2 separate regions of the Triticum aestivum genome follow, and region 1 is linked to region 2. The links are chromatin contacts, called in public Hi-C maps. All regions are on one chromosome and are shown on one strand. Each heading gives the region's core, a stretch centred on a gene start, on an enhancer-like site or on the middle of the called end of the contact. The rest is flanking DNA. Distances are from core to core; before and after follow the strand shown. Region 1 holds the start of LOC123121477 (plant UBX domain-containing protein 2). Region 2 holds the start of LOC123121476 (protein TIFY 6b).

Region 1 (6,729 bases), core at 2,275-4,774, 190 kb after region 2:
ATGCAGATGACATATCCCTGTGACTGAGTTACAACAGTATGAAGTCCAATGTAACAGAAGATTTGAGGGGAGAATGTGGGCCCGAACTCCAACAATCAAGAGGATGCAGCTGTAAATGGTTCACTAGCCTCCAGAAGCTTGTCAAGCAAGCCGGTGAACACAACAGAATCAGTCTCATTGGGCTTGAATTTGAGGAGAGCAGAAGGTACCAGGCCTTCATCTTGCAACGTGCGTGCCCGCTCTCCTGTATTTGGAGAATGCGGTAGCACACGTGACCTAGGAACAGCTGGGCAGATAAGATCGAATTCCAAACCTGGCTGCTTCAAAGCGTCCGCGACAAACTGCATCAGGGAAAGCAGCAGATAACCAAAATGCTACAAAACCAGTAATGAAATGAATACGCACTGCTAGGAGAATATAGCTTTAAACACTACTTCCTTCGTTCCATAATTCTTGTCACGGTTTTAGTTCAAATTTGAACTAAAACCACGACAAGAATTAAGAATCGGAGGGAGTAAAATAACATTGGATAGCCCAGGTAACAACATAGGCATGGGAACAACTTCATGCCTTCCACATACATAAAGACTGTTATTTACAGCTTCGCCAGTGGCCCATAAGCCAAACTCACAAACTCCAGAATTACACTTGGAAGTGTTCAAGCCAATCGACAAATAATCAGTAGCACAAAATACATGGTGTATATGACAAGTGTACAAGTCCTAGAGTGGAATCAAATACTAAAAGATTCACCATCGCATTCTGGATTGCGGGATATACAGATGATACTCAATGGGACAAAATCATATGGACGAACAAGCATAGAGGGCAGAAGTACCTCATATAGTGAACCAGTAGCCTCCGCTGGAAGGAATACACCCTGGAGAATTACTCCATCAGGAAACTGAACTCGGATGACAGCTTGTTTGTACTTCTGTCGAGCAGCCAGTGCCTGCTTCTCCTTATATGACTTTGGAATTAGCAACCGAGATTGTTCCAGCCTTTCCCTCCTCATCTTTGCCTCATTCCTTACCTCCTCACCACTAAGTTTGTAGAAAGAATCCGGTGTATCAATTTCTGCAACAGAACTTCCACGGACATTGAAGAATACCCGAATCTGTGAAGTTATCATGGAAGTTCAATAAATTACATTTCTAAGGAGATATAAATGGGATCAACAGCAAACTGCAAAATGGACAATCAATTGCACAACATAACAGAAAAAGGAGGCATCAGAGCACATATAGTCGTATATATGCTAAATTTCAGGTTTGACAAGAAATATTCTTACAGTAATTACTAAATTCAACATGTTGAGGAAAAATAAAATAAAACAAGTGGTGAAACACAGTTTGAGGATCTGATATGTCTGCCAACTGATGCACATATATTATATCAGATGCTGATATATCCCCGCCAACTTATGCACATATATATCAGACACTGATATATCCCAATACCATGATATGCATCTTATTGGTAGTACAGGCTGGGAGCTGTGACATGTCAATTTAGCTTCTTCAATCAGAAGTTGCAACAGTTTTACCTGAACCCATACGTGATACGTCCATCCCCGCAAGTAAGTTCACATTCAAAAACAAAATCCGAATATCTGCATCTGATATATAATCAGGACCAAGTTCCAATATTCATTAGAACTAATTGCTCTACAATTTTTGAAATATACATTTTATCATTGGACAACTGTATAAAATGCATTTTTTTGTAGCATGTCTTACACGATAGAGACAACATGTAGTGTTATCTCAAACAGGAACATCATAAAGATACCATTCCACATACTTCGTAGCAAAAAGTAACAACATTGACAAAACGCTACAATGTTCAGAACATAGAAATAACTTAATTTATGTATGAACTAAATATCGTAGGTATACAAAAGACAGGACAGACCCAGTGCATAGAAGCTCCCACACAAGGTGGGGTCTGGGGAGGGATTATAGGAACCTAGTCTTACCCCTGCAAAGTGCAATGCAGAGAGGCTGGTTCGAACCCAGGACCTCTTGGCACAAGTGGGGAGGACTTCACCACTGCGCCAGGCCTGCCCTCAGGTATACAAAAGACAGGCCAAATCTTAAACATGAATGCCAAAGTGTACTGTGTACAACAATACAAAAGACAGGCCAAAACTCAACATGAATGCAGAAGTGTACGACAATATAAAAGGCGGGCCAAAACTCAAACATGAATGAAGTGTACAGCAAAAGGAAGTATCACATTTTACATACTACTTAGTTTGCTACATTCTGACCTCCAACATATGGAGTAATATAGACTGTGCAAGTTCTGTGGAATTCCACAGCATCTCATGGAAATGGTACCACATTGTTAAGACATACCTATATATGAACATGACCGCAGAATTTATGCACTGACCTCACAGAAATGGCACCACATTTTTATGATCTATTGGTGTAAGAACATCAATATTCAGTCATTTTTACTCATCACTAAGTTCAAACAAAATCTATTTCTCACGAGTAAAGACGCGGCATGAGTATACACAGAATATCACAGTGTGGACAAACCAAACCATCCATGCAGTACAATTCATTGACCAAAATATGATCATTCACATAACCAATTGATGGAGTATATAGAATTAGACGCCTGCTCACCTGACGATCAACAATCTTGTTAACCTCCTTTTGCTCATCGACTCCGCTGCGGCAGCTCTCTTTGGACTCAGACCCGGCCAGCGTCGGTAGCGGTGCCGAAGGATGGGACCTCTCAAGCAGGAGCACAGCCTGCCTGATCCCGCTAAGTCTCGCTTCGGCAGGAGTCTCGTCCATCACGGCAAAGAGCTCCCCGCCCTCATCCCCGATCGTGAACCCGACCGCCTCGAGGAGCTCGAGCCCGCCCTCCCTGTCCGCCACGGCCTCCTTGATCCTCGGGTTACCGAGCCTGACCCTCCTGTACTTGTCGTTGCCGGGCTCCTTGAGCAGGTTGCCGAGAAGCTTCTTCACGACCTCGACGGCCGCGGGGGGTGGGTTGCCGGCAAGGTACGCGGCCGCGCGGGCGCGGGCGCCGCCGGCCGACGCGAGGCAGCCGTCGAGGTGCTCCGAGACGGCGTGCTCGGAGGAGAAGGCGTCGCCGCAGTTGGGGCACGCGACGGTGTCGCCGCCGTTGGCATCTGGGCGGCGGGAGGAGGAGGAGGAGATGACGGCGGTGAAGGGGGTGAATTCGGAGGGGCCGGCCGGGCGCGGGGGCTGCTGCTTGGGGACGGACCTGGGGTTGGGGTTAGGGTTAGGGTTTGAGGGGCGGGAGGAGGAGGTGGAGGCGGAGGGGGGAGGGCCGGAGCCGAGGACGTGGGAGGGGCCCTTGAAGGACGGGGCGGAGGAGGAGGTGACCTTCTTCATGAGATCCTTCATCTTGTCCTTCATCATGGAGGCCGGCGACGACGAGGTGCAGGCGGCGGAGGAGGTGGGGGATTGGCGTGGACGGGGAGTAGACTTGGTGGTGGTTGCCTCCGCGGGGTTCGTTCGAGGGGAGGAAGCAACGCGACGGGGGCAAATTGATAAACAAGGAAGAGCTACGGGGGTGGAGATCCAGCTGGGACCTATAGTCGAAATTAAATCACAAAATGAACTGTTCGTAAAACTATTTCACGCGGCTGATCCTTGACGCCTAACTCTCAGGCGCTGCACTAGTGCAACGCCCAGGAGCTAGGCGCTGCACTAGTGCAACGCCCAAGAGCCAGGCGCTACACTGTGTAGTGTGGCGCCTCGCTCTCAGGCGCTACACGCTGACTTGGGCACATATGGGTGCGACGCTGGCCGTGTAGCGCCTATCTGTGAGGCGTTGTACAGTAGGGTGTGACGCCGGCGTGGCGGGCGCTACACAAAAGGGTCAGGGGAGTGAAATAGTTTCGCAATCAATTTATTCTGTGAAATGATTTCGTTCCGAGGTCAAAATTGTCAAATTTGCCTCCGGGAAAGGTATGGTACTTCGCCGCCAAGGCATCTTCGTCGAGTGGGCCGGGCCGCAAAGGCAAGCAAGTAACGATCACTTCGTGCAGAGGGCCAGCCACCATGGCCCATCGGGGCAGCTATACTCGTGGGCACCCATGCAGTGGGGAAATGGCAGCTGGTGCTCCTATGCAGCGCCTTCAGCGAATGGAAACTGGCGCTCACAGCAGTTACACTAATATACTATCCTCTCCGTCTTAAAATAAGCGTCTTAACTTTTTACTAACTTTAATATAAAATTATATTAAGATAAGACACTTATTTTTGGGACGAAGGGAGTATGTGTCAGGCTAACCACCAGACCTGCTTAGCGCTAGTGATTGAAATAAGAACGATTGCAACCGCGGTATTTATTGCACAGAATACTGTACGGTTTACTTTATAGTTTAGATTTTTGAATTTCTTCAATACAGTTTGTGAAAACGTGGTTTTTTTTTTTGGAAAAGCGTCAACAACATTTGAAAGTTCTCAGATTTCAAAAAAAGTTCACAAACACGTACAAAAAGTTCGTCTATTCAAAAAAAGTTCACAAAATCAAAAGAAGTTCATGTATTCAAGAAAACGTTCATGAATATGAAAAAAAAAAGTTCGTCGAATTTGACAAAAAAAGATCATCGATTTTGAAAAAAAAATCATCGATTTTGAAAAGAGTTCATCAAATATGAAAACAAGTTCATCGAATTTGACAAAAAGTTCATCGAACTCAAAAAAAAGTTCATTGATTTTTAAAAAAGTTCACAAAATTTGAAGGAAAGTTCATCAAATTTGAAAAATAGTTCATTGAATTTGAAAAAAATACATAAATTTTGAAGAAAAATTCACGAATTTGAAAACAGCTCATCGAACAGAGAAAAAAAGAAAAAAAAGGGAAATGAAAAAGAAGAAGAAAGTAGTAGAAAAGAGATGGAAGTGGACACGTGAAGATTGGTGGCACGGTGGTTAGTGCAACCTAGCTCGAAGCGGAAGGTCTCCGGTTTGAGTTGCCAGTGCGCACGCCATAGTTTTTTTTTCTCTTTGAAAAACAGAGAAAGCAAAGTTAGACAGGTCGGCCCAGCACGGACGTTGTAGGCGCTCGTTTGCGAAAACGCTTGTAACGCGCCGAATAGGTTTGCCGTCGAACAAGGCGTTAGGACTCTCCCTTAAAAGAAACAAGACGTCAGGATTCAGGGTTAACAGCCGCCTCCATTCCCTCCAAAAAAAATAGCTGCCTCCAATCTTCAGGCAATTCTGTGAGGACTAGAGGGAGTGGAGAACAGGAGATGCAAGGGCTCTTGCAATCGATTATCAGTCTCTGCCGCCGCCATAGTGTGGGCAGAGTCGGCTCTGCTCCGTCTCGCTGGTGGCCTCTAATGCGCAACCCAAGCGTCAGCAGAGTAGGCGCCGCTCGGCCTCCAGCGCTTGCGCAGGAAGATGCTTCACTCAATTTGTCTACATCAACCCAATCCAGTCGACATATAGATCGTCTTTTCCGATTTCTCTACACAACTTGTAGCAACAATGAGAAATAGGGTAAGTTATACTCGTGCACACCCGTCCCTTACGCTAGTGGTACCAAATGCCCAGATTGTAAACATGAGGAAGAAGGTAACCAATGCAAAGAAGTTAGCAAATGAGGTCACAAATGTATATTTCCCGTGTATCATCTCAGATAGCACCCACCATGATGGCGTCATATACGCGCATAGGGGTTTGGAGGAAGATTGGGATATCGAAGACCGCAGCGAGACTCTGTTGGAGCCGGTGATGTTCTCCAAGGCAACTGAACGTTCGAATTTTGGAAGAAACATGTTGCAATGTTTCTCATTGAGGTTGGTTGAGTGTTCCATCAACAACAACCTCATTCAATTGTATGGGTACATAGCAACGCAGAATGATGGGGATTGCATGGTTAACTATGTTTTGATTCGCAACAGGGATGACCCCATAATCGCACATAGGGGTTCTCTCATCCAAATGATTGGCCCTAAGGGAGGCATTGAAATGGTTTACCCTGTATTAATCGAGTTCGATATGAGGATCGAGAATGGAGGGAAAGAGGAAGATGATCCACGGTTGATAGATGGGGCGATAAATTGTAACCTCTACAGACCATGGAAACCAGTCATACATCGCATTAATGGCGACTGTGGTGTCGTTGAAATATCGTTAGCCTGTGTTGAGTATGTTGTGGAGGCAACGATAGAGGTTGCCGTATCAGAAATGCATCGTGGCTTTGGTTTATCTCTGCGGTCTATTGTCTATGTTTGGGAGGCCTATGAAGAGATTCAACTTTTCCATGGCACCGTTGATCAGTTGTGTGGCTTTAGAAGGTTTGTGCTTGCTATCTCGTTAAGTGACGTGATGATATTGAAGTTCAAGTTAGGTAACACTGGTGTTGAACTTCGTCCTTCTTTTAAAGTTAAGCCACATGGATGTTCTAGTCGGCAGATAAAGCATGAGCTTGCAAACATCTCGGTGAAGGTGACTTAGTCCACTATTGGAACGTGGCAGAAATTTTGCTTCCTGGGCTCATGGTACTGTTAATCAGTCACGTGGCATCAGAAGATATATTGCTTGATGTCACGATGAGTACTACTGCTATTGAAGTTTGGCAATAACAAAATGTTTAGCGTTGTGGGCCATCAAACTAAGCTATATGGATGTGCTAGTCGAAAGAAAAACCTCGAGCTCGCTTCTGTCACGGTGAAGGTAACTTGGTCTACTATTTGAACTCCCCCTATATTTCGCCACTTAGTCCTTA
Region 2 (7,172 bases), core at 2,110-4,609:
TTCACAACAAAATGTACGTACTGTACGGTCAAAGTAAGCCCATGAAGCTATCGGTGTTCATCTGGGAGGTTGCAGAAATAAAACAACCAACGGAGAATAAAATAAAAAGGAAATAAAGAAAGATTCTTCTAAAAAGGAAATAAAAAAAAAGATAGAACATACAGTACATCCATTCGAGTACCATCTGGCATCCACAGTTTCAAGCAAAACCACTTAAATTATGGATGCCGGTAGTGGCTGGCCCAGGGTGGTTATCTGAATTCAGTGCTGACCTAGACAGATCTACAATTGGATATTCCCACAGCGCTATTGTGCACAAATGTGATCAGCGATGTGGTAGACCAGAGCGCCCGCAAGAGCTCAAGCATGCAACATCATGAAGCTTCCGTAGAAGTTGGTAAAAACAGAAGAACAAGAACCAAGAGAGCTTTGCAACCGATGGTGGAAATTTGTAAGCCTATAATTTCATACTGCTAAATTAACATGTTTCTTTCTTCTGCAATACAATGGGCGCAGGGGCAAAACAAAAAATAACAATCAAGAGTCTGCAAGCGACAGCTCCCTTGTTAGTTAGGTGGGGTGTTGCACCAGCTAGACCAGCATTACAGGTTGCGAGCTAACCAAAATAGAACACATCATAAACAAGAATAAGAGCATCATCCATAACATATATCATGCTGCCTGCCTTTCCCAATATCCCTTCCCTCCTCCTGCCTGCCTGGATGCAAAATCTTCTTATTACGGTTTTGCATCAGCCATCATGGTTGAATCTATGGACACCGGAAGATCATATCGGATCAGATGTGTAGTTTTGTACTCGGGGACTCCCCACTAAAGCTGATGTTCCTGGGCCGGCCTAGGCGCAGCGACTCTTCATGGTTGCTTGAGAAGGCGATCTCCGTGCACGACGAGGACTTGCTGTTGTTGTCGTTGGCGCTTCCGACCGTGTCGCTGCTCTCCATCGGGCTCTTGGCTGATGGATATGGCGCCGTAGTCGTCACTCTGCAAAATAAGCACGAAGACATGATGAATATCAGCCTATGATCACAAATACAGGCTATGGTATGTAGCTAGGTTCACTGGTAAATGTTCTGCAACACTCGGATAGTAAAGACTAAATTCTAAGGTTGTAGTACCTTTCTTTCCTTTTCTCCAAGAATCGGGCAAGGGATGCCTTACGTGCTTGAGGAACAGCTGAAATGAAAAATAACGACATCAATACATCATCCAGCGTATCAATTCAACAGATATACTCCACTAAACAACATCAAACAGCACAAGATGCACGCGTAAGCATCCATACCTCTTGGCATAATACTTGCAGCAGTGGTGGACGATAGTGTCACAGGATGAGTCGACGACGAGGTCTGACTTGTGGGAGGCACAACCAACTGGCCTGAAGATTTTGGCACTGCGGAATCGGTGTTGGAGCTAGATGTGCTCTTGGGGAGACATGCAGCTTGAGACATGATGGACATCGGTTTGGAAATGGCCGGCAAAGGAGGTGAAACACGCTGTGGTATGTGAGCTAGCATCTGCTTTGCAGGTGAAGCCTCAGGTGCTGCGAGTTTAGCGGGAGTGAAAAAGGTTGCATCTGGGCTGCGAGTAACAGTAGTGGGTGCAGTTGGAAGAGATCCTCTGCTAGCCAAGAACATAAGCTCCTGAGCCTGTAATGACAAGGAACAATTCTTCAGCTTAGCCAGCAAACCCAAAATGTCATGAAAATGTATTACCAATAGGAAGAAATTGTACCTTTTCTGCCGAGACGTTGTTGAATACATTGACAGAACCAGCGTAGAAGATAGTTAACTGCGCTGTCTTGGGCTTTGGCATGTCCCTTAACATACAAGACAAGTTAAAGTTCAGTTTAAAGTTGGATTTTACGGATAGTATTTTCAGCAAATCAAACAGGGCAAATTATCTACCTTGATTTATAGACACCAACAGTAGAAGCAGCCACCGCGTTGTTCATCGCAAAAGGTGGTTGTTTAAACGGGCTACCAGCAGCAACGCCATTCGGGAGGTTAGGCGAACTCTGAACCCTGAACATGGGATTGTTGGGATTGAACGGCGACGACATTGGAATCACTCTAGCACCATTAGGAGCATGCTGCTGCTGCGGAGGCTGCCCGCCGTAAGCCGCACGCGCGGCGGCGGCGTACTGCACGCTGCCATGGCTCTCAGCACCAAACGATCTCTGCACAGCATAGACAGAGCAATCAATCAACAAAACTGGCAGGCAAAACATGAACCGTGCATAAATCGAGAGCAGCAGCAGCTCCAGTTACCTGTGACGTCAGGACGCGGGAGGCCTGCTGCTTGGGGTACGCGAGCTCGCCCTGCTGCTCCTCCCTCGGCGCCGACCTGAAGGACATGACCGCCGGCGCGGCCCCGGCCCTGCCAGCGAAGGACCAATCCATGGGCGGCACTCCTCCTCCCCCAAAGTAAGCTGCAGATTGCAGACACAGACACAGAGACAATTCTCAGTTAGACTCGGACGACGGCGTACATATAGGGGGACGGACGCGCATGAGGCGAGACAGGCACGGATCCGTTAAACATCCCCATCCCAGCAGCGAGACGGAGGCTAATCGGAATCAGCAAAGCCACATGCGCGGCTACCGGAAAGATTTGGCGTGTCTCTCCGTCCCTGGAACCAGAACCGTCGCTTCCCCGAGGCGCTAACCCTCGCCATCCGCGGCAAGGGAGCCGCCGAAAGGAATTCGGCAGCCCATACCTAACGCGCTCTCTTTTGCCGAAAACAATAGGAGAAGATGGGGAGGGGAGGAAACTGAAAGAAAGGCGAGAAATAATTGAGCCCGCCCGGCACCGCCAGCAGGTGAATCAGGCGGGCAGACACGGCGTCGTGGCGGTGGCGCGACGATGTGAGAGCGGTTACGGGCATGGCCGCCTCCGCTGTCAATCCCGAGATTCGTTACGCCGAACTCGCCCAAATCGAGAAAGGGGAGGGGAGGGGCATACCTGACTCCTTTCTGGTGGCGTCGTCCTCGGCGGCGGCGCGCTGGCGCTGCTGCTGCTGCTGCTGCTGCTGCAGCTGCTCGTGGCCTATGGCGCCCAGGAAGTCCCTCTCCATCCAGCCGGCTCGGGAAAGGAGGCCGCGGATTTGCCTCCGATAGACGGGGAATAAATGGATTTCGTTTCTCACTCCCCTGAACCTTCCTTCCTCCTCTGACTCTCTCACTCCTCTGTGAACGAGCGAATGATGACGACGACGATGCTCTCCCTCTCCCTCTCTCCCAGCCTTGACCGTCTGCCTTTCCCCTCTCTCTCTCGAATGTATACTGCTCCAGTACTCCTGGCCAAGCCTAGCCTCTGGGCGGTGTGCGTGCGTGCGCTTGTGGTGCCGCTAATCGCTTGTTTATTTTCGGCCGTGGAGGTTAGATCGGGTGGGAGATGATTGATTAATTAAATAAATAAATAAACAAACAAACAAGATAAATAAACAAGCAAAACCGATTGATAATCAAGCGAGGGGAAAGGTGTGGCGAGCACGGCGGTGGGCCACCGCGGTGAGCGGATCGGGGCGCCCTCTCCTCTCGCGCGGGTCCCGCGGCCGCCTGCCACAGCCCGGTCGCGCCCACGTGGTCGGGCACGAGCGCGTTCCGCCCCGCGAGGCCCCCGCGCCGCCCACTGCCACTGACAGCCCGGTCAAACCCCCCGCCCTGCCCCGCGCGTCGGTGAGTGCCGCCCGGTGCGGGTAGCCGCGCACAGGGGCCCTGGCGGCGGCTGCAGTGGCGACACGTGCAGCCCCGGCTGGGTCACACGAGCCGAATTACCAGGTGGGGAGCGGGCCGTCGCTGACGCTGTGGGCCCGCGGGATTCCCTGCGCGTGGGTCGCGGGGGAAGACCACGTGCTGCGCGTCGCGGGGGGCCCGGCGCCCGAGCTTACAGTAGACTTTTGGATTTATGGGTAGAATAATAATACTAATCCCGTGATGTTCCTTTTTTTGTGTGTCTTCTGATGATTAAAAAATTTGCGTCCACGGGGTTGGGGTTGGGGTGGGGTGGGGGGCTGGCGTGCTTCGCCGGTTTTGTTTATGTCTTGTGGCCATGACCATGTGCCATGTGCGCACCATGTTTATTTTCTTTTTTTTTTCTTTTCTATGTGGTCATCTGCTGGACTTGTAGTACTAGAGTACTTGCTTAGGCTGCAGGATTTGTTTAGCACAGTTTTCTAGGGTTCGGTGAGTAGATTAGAGATAGTGACGTTGTCTTTTCGGAAAGGAGGCGGCCATGCGTGGCCTTTCGAGGTGAGTTTGAGGGCCTTTCGGGGAATTTCAAATGAATTTGTAGCATTTTTTAGGAATCTATCTATGCAACATTCGGGTGAACTTTTTTTTTATCAACAACAGTTGGTTGATCAATTTTACAGTTTTTGTATGTCTGCTTAGAACGAGAGTTTTTTTTTTGCGTGTGGTCCACTCTGGAGTAAATGTCAAATCAACATGAACCATGGAGCGTGACCTCTTGAATAGTACTCCCTCCGTATCAGAATAAATGTCTCAACTTTGTATTAACTTTAGTGCAAAGTTATACTAGAGTTGAGACACTATTTTGGGATGGAGGTAGTATAGTACAGTACTACTACTAGTATCAAATTAGGGTGTATTGTCTTTCTTTGCCGGGGAATTGTGGTTCCCTGTTCAAACACGTCTTCTTGTCAATTCATATGGTAGTATCTTCAGATAAGTTTGTTTATCTCCCAAGTTTATGTGGTAAATTACACTGTACTGCCCTTGAAAAGTAAAACGATGACTAGATTGAGTACTTTCCTTAACACCGTTTAGTGATATATAAGCGCAAACAGTCTTGTCAAACTTGTCTGAGACACTGTGCAAGATTCCCATCTGCATCCCACGATTAAGTACTTTGGTTAATATAGTAGGGAGATAAGGTACAGACCATGTGGAGCTACCGGCTAGCAGTATTATTATTATTACTATACTCCACGCCACTGTACTAGGAGGAGCAGTTAGCATGCTGATCGATCGTGCTGATTACTTTAACAAGGTGGCCACCAGTTGAGTAGGTCTAGGACTTGTAGTATAAACGGGATAGTCTACTCTACGTACTTAATTACAGTACATGATGCAGGTTTGTCTCCCTACGTGGCGACGCCCGATTGCATTAGGCCGTAATGATAGTAGCTTAGCATTTAGCGTAGCTTTGTTAAAGAAGTTTGCCCATCCTCCCATGCAGGATGCATGTGATTTCTTCTCTGTGCGCCCTAGATCCTAGAGTTGATGAACTGTCAAGCTTTTGTAGCCGCCTCCCATTCAACATTTTAAGCAGGTCTTCTTCTTCGATCTTGACCGCCACTCAACTGTCAAGTATAGCACTAATTAAACATGGAGTGATAAAAAAAAATGTATTGTCCTGTTTAGGAAAAAGTGGTGTCAAAAGTAAGTTTCTTTCACTACATATATGGCCCATGATATTATTACTATTAAATGATTTTGCGGCAAATCCGTGCATATTATTCTTAATATGAAATCTGAGTTTCAAAGTATTCACCATCTGGTAAAATATGTAACTAGGAAAGATCTTCACCAATTTCTGTTTGACCGCTAAATCAACATGAAAATGCTGCTTATATGCTAGGATTTCCACGGATCTAACATTCGAGGAAATTAGGCGTGGGGCTAGCTCATACTCGAGTGCATGGGTTGGCTACAATTCGTCGAGTTCTTGAATCAATATAAACAAGACTAGGTGCAGACTACCGTACCGAAACGAGGGCATCAAATCCGATTAGCTGGACGGAAAATATATCCTGTGCAAAACGCTGGGCCTAAGCTCCCATGCATACACACACATCATGCGCCCCATGATTAAAAAGGAGGCATGCCATCCATGCATCGCCTCATCATTTGAATTTCAGCAACGATCCCATTGCCATGTGCCACATGCCACGAACCGGATTTGCGCCCACAGGTTTTGCATCCACGGGTTCGCGATTAAACATATTGTGCGACTTGTGGAAAGAGATGTGGCTGCCAAATTAAATGCGGAGCAGGGGGGCAGTGGGTGCAATTGACCCTGCTTAAACAATATTCCTAGAGATCCCAAAATGCTTAGCGTGATCCAATATTATATAGTACTGCCAGTGTGGACTTCATAATTTATTTATTTTTTGAGGTTGGAGCTGATTTTAATTAATATGTATTATATATTTCGTTAATTAATTAGCATGTCCACAGCCTGTACAATACTACTTTTGAATTGTTTTTGGCTATGTGGAAGCTAGAAATATTAAGGACGTGCGCACTTGCGAATATATCGTTGAAGATAATGCTAAGTATTGGAACTTCTGGAACGCCCCTTATTAATTTAGTTTCCAGCTGATGCGCTGTGAGATGCTTGTAGGAATTAATCAGCTTGGAGATTGTATTGTTTGTCTATTCGCAGGCGGGCGCTGGGTACAGTGCACAAACTAGATCGGGTTGGCGCGTGGGTGGCCAAAACGTTGTGAACAACTCCTGGACACACACAGAGTATTATTATACGGAGAGACCCACAGGAATCCGTAGCCTCATCTGATCTTCTATAGTCCTCACATGCTCGTACTCCTGCTCCATGAGCTCAATAAGAAACTACAATGATGGATACTTCCTGATAGGTATAAAGCATATGTGTGGAACGTCTAGCAGGAACCGCCAAATTATTCCAGAAAATGACAATAACCGATTTCTCTACGGAAAAGGTATACAATGTACATGTCCACATCGTTTTCTTCTGGAATCAATAATGAGATCTTGAAAAATTCGAGGGGTCACACCCACATGTATGCGTGTGGGGTGCTCCACAGATGCAATGTTTATTCATGCCTCCTAGCATACGGTGCCATTTTTTAATGCCGGTTTTTTGGCTACATATGATGACACTTGTCGAGCTAGAGGGAGTCCATTTGAGGTCGCACACAATTCATACGTGCCAGTATACCGGTAGCAGGGCAAGCTAGTTGATTTCGAGCAAGCAGGCCTAGGCTCAACTAAGGGCTCCTTTGATTCAAAGAAAGTTTATATGATTTTTTGGAGGATTGAAATCCTTAGGATTTTTTGCTGTGTTGGTCATTTGACTCGTAGGATTGGATCACATAAGAAATTTTCCCATGAAATATTTTGTATTACATTTCATAGAAAATCTAACAT

What was found. Hi-C and Micro-C count contacts between places; a contact is called where the count stands out from the background.
Region 1: a Hi-C map of leaf shows a contact between it and region 2, with 5 times the contacts expected there. The contact joins the promoter of LOC123121477 here to the promoter of LOC123121476 in region 2. A contact is called at or near these places in 3 of 5 Hi-C or Micro-C datasets (all in leaf) and 1 of 1 datasets of contacts at active chromatin or transcription factors (leaf).

The regions. Positions count from the first base shown.
Region 1 is chr5D:322,667,930-322,674,658 of IWGSC CS RefSeq v2.1, forward strand. It overlaps LOC123121477 (plant UBX domain-containing protein 2), which reads right to left and starts at 3,525. Exons shown (of 3, transcript XM_044541472.1): 1 at 2,640-3,525; 2 at 839-1,117; 3 at 1-341. The coding sequence starts at 3,525. The coding sequence ends at 96.
Region 2 is chr5D:322,482,517-322,489,688 of IWGSC CS RefSeq v2.1, forward strand. It overlaps LOC123121476 (protein TIFY 6b), which reads right to left and starts at 3,360. Exons shown (of 7, transcript XM_044541470.1): 1 at 2,983-3,360; 2 at 2,289-2,449; 3 at 1,926-2,197; 4 at 1,753-1,837; 5 at 1,304-1,667; 6 at 1,137-1,194; 7 at 534-1,002. The coding sequence starts at 3,094. The coding sequence ends at 798.